Linked DNA regions of Macaca mulatta: region 1 is linked to region 2. Evidence: chromatin contacts called from public Hi-C data. All regions are on one chromosome and are shown on one strand. The core of a region is the stretch at or near the end of the contact, and the rest is flanking DNA. Distances in the headings are between cores, read along the strand shown.

Region 1 (2,772 bases), core at 195-2,694, 310 kb after region 2:
GTCGCCCAGGCTGGAGTGCAATGGCGTGATCTCAGCTCACTGTAACCACCGCCTCCCGGGTTCAAGCGATTCTCCTGCCTCAGCTTCCAGAGTAGCTGGGATTACAGGCATACACCAACACTCCCAGCAATTTTTTTGTTTTAAACAAAACTCTTAACACCTCGTTAATCATTAATTAGTCTTTGGGTTTTGATTCAACTCCTAACATTTGCAAATCACACAATTATCTTTGTTCTTTCATTTGTGGAAGACACTTTCATTTGTTACCCTGAGAATATGAGACATTCACAATCTAATTCCTGACTACATTTGATTTCAAACAGATCGGAATAACTTCCAGAATATAAAATTTTAACTATTTGGGAGTCATCTTGTAGGTATCTTGTGGGTATGCTCTAATTAAGAAATGCTTCCTTTTCCCAGGAAAACTGCTGACATTGCAAGAGTTATTCCAAAGCCACAATTCTTAAGAAAATACATGTTTAACCTAAATCATAAAGATATTTTGTAAAAAAGGGAAATCGCTCCTGCTGATGTTTTGTGTATAAATCTCTTTCTAACTTCAAGCTCTCTCAAGTTAGGGCAACACAGTAAATAAAGTGGGAACAGTATCACATTGGGAAATATCTGAAATGATACCTATGGCACTATAAGGAAACTGAGGCCCAGAAGAATTGAAGTGACCTGTGCAATGACACCAATACGTTAGCAGAGCCAAGATTAGAACCAAGTTTGGTGCCTTCCTGCATCAGTCCTTTCTTGGTGCTGAAGGAGCCTTTTATTTATTAATTTCACCCTGGAGAATTCCGGCAGACCATCCCGGCGTGGTAGAAGCGTGAACATTCGTTTTCTAAGGGATGGTCACACACCTTTTTCTATTTACATTTAGTTTCTTTAAAAAGTAAAAACACCTCCATTTTGGACCACTTTTAGAGACAAAAGCAGAACATACGAACGTGCATTTCATTGTTGAGTTCTTAAGACGCTTACACCGTGTGGTTATAACGTGCGCAACTTTGTCCCGGCCAACTGGACTTATTTTTAGTGTTATTTTCGGCTCCTGCTGCAGAAAACTAGGGATTCAACTACCCGCACCCGCATTTCACACAACAGCGCTCGTCTACTCTCCTCCTTCACTCCTAATAAAAAACGCCTTATCCTGTTTCTTCCTGCCTGCTCTACCTCAACATTTTCACTTATTATCTTCCACCACACTGGGTTTTACTCGGATTGGAAACCCACTCTCCCCCAACTTCTCTCTCGTACCCCACCTTCGGGAAGCGTCCTCCTTTTTTCCGCCTCTCGTTCCCTTTGTCTTACACGGCTTCCGGAACACGGCCCAGAATTACAGCGAAAACACACTGCGCACGCGCACTCTCTCGTCAGAGCGGCGCTGCTTCTGTTTGGTTGGCTAGTTCGTCCCAATTTCCGAGTCAAAGGGCTGCGGAGCAGCAACTCTCACGATATTTGCGGCGGCTCGCAGACGCGAACCGCTGCCGAGTTCTGGCGCGCCCTTTCAGTTCTGCTTGTGGCCGGCACCACTGCGTTATCCGGAACTGCCGGTCCGAGCAGCATGACGTCCGCCTTGGAGAACTACATCAACCGTATCCTCAAGCTGGCCGCCGCGGGCGTGAGCCGGGGCCGCGGAGAGACCGCCGCTCGGGGATCGGTGGGAAGTTGGGAGGCCCGGCCGCGGCGGGATCCTGGGGGCGGGCGAGATGAGGACCCCGGAATGACCCAGAGTTCGGCGGCGGCGCCTAGAGCCTGCCAGCTGCTGCGGGCCCAGGGGTCCTTTCCATTTTGTCTACAAAAGCCAAATAAAAACCCAGTGTGATTTTTCCGAACTTTTCTGTCTTAAAAAAAATTACGCTCTTGATTCTTCCTTACTATTTCCCTAGGGCATAAGTGTTCAAGTTTGTAAATAAGATGAACAGTCGTCCTGGCTGCGACAACAGTTTTGCAAATCTGTGTACTTGTTTTATTCACATAATATGCTCATTAGTTCGAGGATAGCAGAAAGTTTAACGATGGTTCACAGACTGTTTCTGTCCCTTTACCACTTGAAGACCCTACCTGGTGGTGGAATGAAAAAAATGCTTGCTGTTGTAATGGATTATAGTGAGGAGCAAGTAACAACCCCACGGGAAGTCTTAAAATAGACTTTACAAGTGTTACCGTTTTAAAGTCTCAGAACAAAAACACTATGTTAAGTTCAGGTACAAACTGGGTGACAAAAATTAAATACCGAATGCTTTTAATGTTACAGGCATTGTTAGTACCTTGTGACACTGATTATATAGTTTATTTACTTTTGAATTACAGAAGCCTGCCCCGGAAGACAGTTTTTTAACATGCTTGAAAATCGTCCAACATCGATGAATTTAGTACTCATCCAGTTTTCATTTTAGATATAAACAGGCCCAAGAAACGAAATATCCTGTCCGAAATAATAGATTGGCAGCATTCCTAGTAGAAAAGTGTCAAAAATCCAGGATATTTTGAGATAGGATACACCGATCACATACAGAAAGAGGTTTTCTTTTCTATTTTTTCCTTTTTTTAGTCATGTAATTATCACAAAACTAAAACAAGCTTTTAAAAAATTTTTTTTCTTTCTTTTTTTGAGTCGAGGGTCTCACTGTGTTGCCCAGGCTGGAGTGCAGTGGCTTGATCATGGCTCAATGCAACCTTGAACTCCTGAGCTCAAGCTATCCTCCTGCCTCTGCCTCTGTCTCCTGAGTAGCTGGGACTATAGGTCACCAGGCCAGGGTA
Region 2 (2,700 bases), core at 179-2,678:
CTCAATTTTCCCAAAAGTTCAAATCAAAACTTGCCAGTTTTGCAAGTGGAAATCAGCAGTCCTCCTCCCCCTCTCGGTTTCTCCTTCCCTTCCCAGGCTCAGCTCCTCTCACCCCAAGTACCTTCCTCCACATCTCTCCTCTCCCTCTCCAGAAAGCCCTACCTCCAGAGGGTGGGAGGAAGTTAAAGCGGCCCCGGCTGTTTACGCCCGGCCCTGCCCTCTCCCGCTCCTGCACGGACTCTGCTCAGGTCTTGAGAGGAAGAGAGGGGGCGTCCACGCCCCGCTCGCTCCATCCCACCCCGATCCTTCGGCGGGAGCAGCCAGATTGGGCCAGAGTGGGAGGCGCTCCTAGATCTGCCTTTCTCTGCAGCTCCTTGCAGCTCCTGCTAAGCTGCTTCTCAAACACTCAGAACGTTTTCTACCCAGGAAATGTGGGTCCAGCCCTTCCCCAAGGTAGAGGCTGGAAACCACCAGCGAGTCTCTACACGGGGTTATTCAGGGGGGTGAAAGGAAGGACCAGTCATGAATGGTAGCTCATTCAGCTTCTAGACTCCAGAGAAGAACAATGTCTTGAAACCAGGTGCAGAACCTCCACCTCTCCCGGGCATCGCCTTGGGAAGAACTAACCCATCCACCCGACCCCAATCACCACCACCAAGTGATGGGGCAGCAGGCTGCTAGGACCTAAAGCGCTGGCCTCAGCGGCAGCAGCGCCGCAGCAGGACAGAGCCCTCTCCCAATGGGCCTCCCGAAGGCACAGGAACAGATGCACACAATGGGCATCCCCACACCTGCTGGGCGATGGCCCACCTCCCCCAAGCTGCTCTCCCGGGTCCGCTGAGCGGTACCAGGCACCCCTGAGACAAGCGCTCGCAACCCCGCGCGCAGCGAGAGGTGAACAATGGGGGGTCAAATTCGCCAGGAAACACGTCCCAGCCTTCGCCCCCGGTCAGAAGCGACCGCAGCGGAGGGAGTGAGCATAGGGGTCGCACTGGACGCACGCAGGGAGCTGGGAGAACCGAGCGACTCGGGGCCGCTTCCCGTGGGGCGCGGAAGGGACAGGAGGGATCCCTAGCCCGGGTGGCCGCTCCGCTCCCACCGGCCTCCGCCGTGTGGGCACCCCGAGAAAGGGGCACCGGAGGGTCCCGGGCTTACGGAACGCCCCGGGGGTGCGGAGCCGGGTCCGGCTGGGACCCCGGCGCCGCCCCCAGCCCGCGTCTACACTCGCCCCGCGCCCGCCCCAGGAATTCGGTTACCGCCGCCTCCGCCGCGGCCCCCGCCGCGTCCTCCGGGGCCCGGGACAAGTCGGGCTCGCAGCTCGCGCCGTCCGTCGCCATCTTCCTGCTCTAGCGGATCCGAATGCGAGCTCGGAGCCGCGGCTCCGGACTCAGCCTTCTCCGCGCGGGCGGCGCTTAACCCACTGCTGTCCGGGACGCGGGCGCGGGAAGCCGGGAGCCGCCGCACTCCCTCCGCCCCTCGCCACCGCCCTCGCCGCTTAACCCGCTGCGCGCCGCAGCGCCCCGCCTCGGTCCCGCCTCGGTCCCGCCCCGCGCCCCGCGCCCGGCTGGGCCAGCTGCTGGCTCGTGGAGGTGCGAGAAATGGGCGCACGACCTGGCTCCGCTGCGGCCCTGCGCGCGGACTGGGGATCAAAGACCACGGAAGAGGTGAAGGGAGAAAGCGCCCGAGGAGCAATGCATTCCGCAGAACCCCCACCAAGCCGGAGAAATCCGTGCACAGACCGGATTAAATGTCAGGCCTCCTGAATCTGAATTCTGTGAAAGATCAGGGAAAATCCTACACTTCAGCTCCCTCTATCCCACCGCGAGGAATCACATAGAGCACCCCTTTCTTCTTAAACTGCTCTTTCTTAAATTTCATTGCCGCCAGGGTATTTTTACCCTCCCAATATATATACACACCTGGCTCTGATTTATTCTATCGTTGACTCTAGTCCTTCTCCAAAAACAATTCTCAGATGAAAACGATTTGTCTGTCCTGTTTTCTTTTAGTACGAGGCACCAGCCCCTCAGCTCTTAACTTTCTATACAATCTCCTTTTCGGGGAACGTGTAGTGGGCTGTTTTATATCCTATGACCCCCCAAGTCTGAAGTCTCTCCTGAAGGACTCACCAAGAAGTGTTAAATGTCATAGCTTTAAAAGCTAAATGTCATGCCCTCTACTTCTGAGACAATTTTAAAAAATTACTCCGTAGTGTGAGGACACGTGCACATATACACCAAAAACAACCAAACAAAAGCCACCTTTGTAAAAATAGATTTTATGGGAATTACACGTCTCAGAAGATTTTTCGTGAGATGAGTGAATTAGGCCCAAACTCTTAATTTTCCCTTCCCACATCTAATTCGGTTCCTACCCTTTGCTGCCAATTTCCAGAATGTGAAAATCTATCACCTCACCAAGACCATATGGTACAGCCCTTGTGAAATCACCAGATCCCTAAAAATGTGTCGAATGCATAAAATCAAATCGAGACGTTCAAGCTGTGTCTCAAAGACGTAAACTCAAACCACAACCAAATCCTGCACTTGAAATTTTGGAAGATGAATGACTGGAATGTTCAGTCCAAGGGTTACAGATCAAAGCTTTTTTTTTCTTTCTCTCTCTCTCTTTCTTCTTTCTTTCTTTCTCTTTCTTTTTTCTTTCTTTTTTTTTTTCGGCAGGCTCCTAATGACAGATTTT

The links. A called contact is a pair of places that touch in the nucleus more often than the background predicts.
Region 1: a contact with region 2 is called in a Hi-C map of fetal cortical plate, with 2.7 times the contacts expected there. The contact joins the promoter of LSM8 here to the promoter of CTTNBP2 in region 2. A contact is called at or near these places in 2 of 14 Hi-C or Micro-C datasets (fetal cortex germinal zone and fetal cortical plate).

Annotation. Positions count from the first base shown.
Region 1 is chr3:157,715,664-157,718,435 of T2T-MMU8v2.0, forward strand. LSM8 (LSM8 homolog, U6 small nuclear RNA associated) reads left to right here and starts at 1,445. Exons shown (of 4, transcript NM_001266597.1): 1 at 1,445-1,604. The coding sequence starts at 1,574. LOC114677016 (a long non-coding RNA gene) reads right to left here and starts at 1,352. Exons shown (of 2, transcript XR_013415933.1): 1 at 1,272-1,352.
Region 2 is chr3:157,409,160-157,411,859 of T2T-MMU8v2.0, forward strand. It overlaps CTTNBP2 (cortactin binding protein 2), which reads right to left and starts at 1,429. Exons shown (of 23, transcript NM_001168625.1): 1 at 1,257-1,429. The coding sequence starts at 1,337.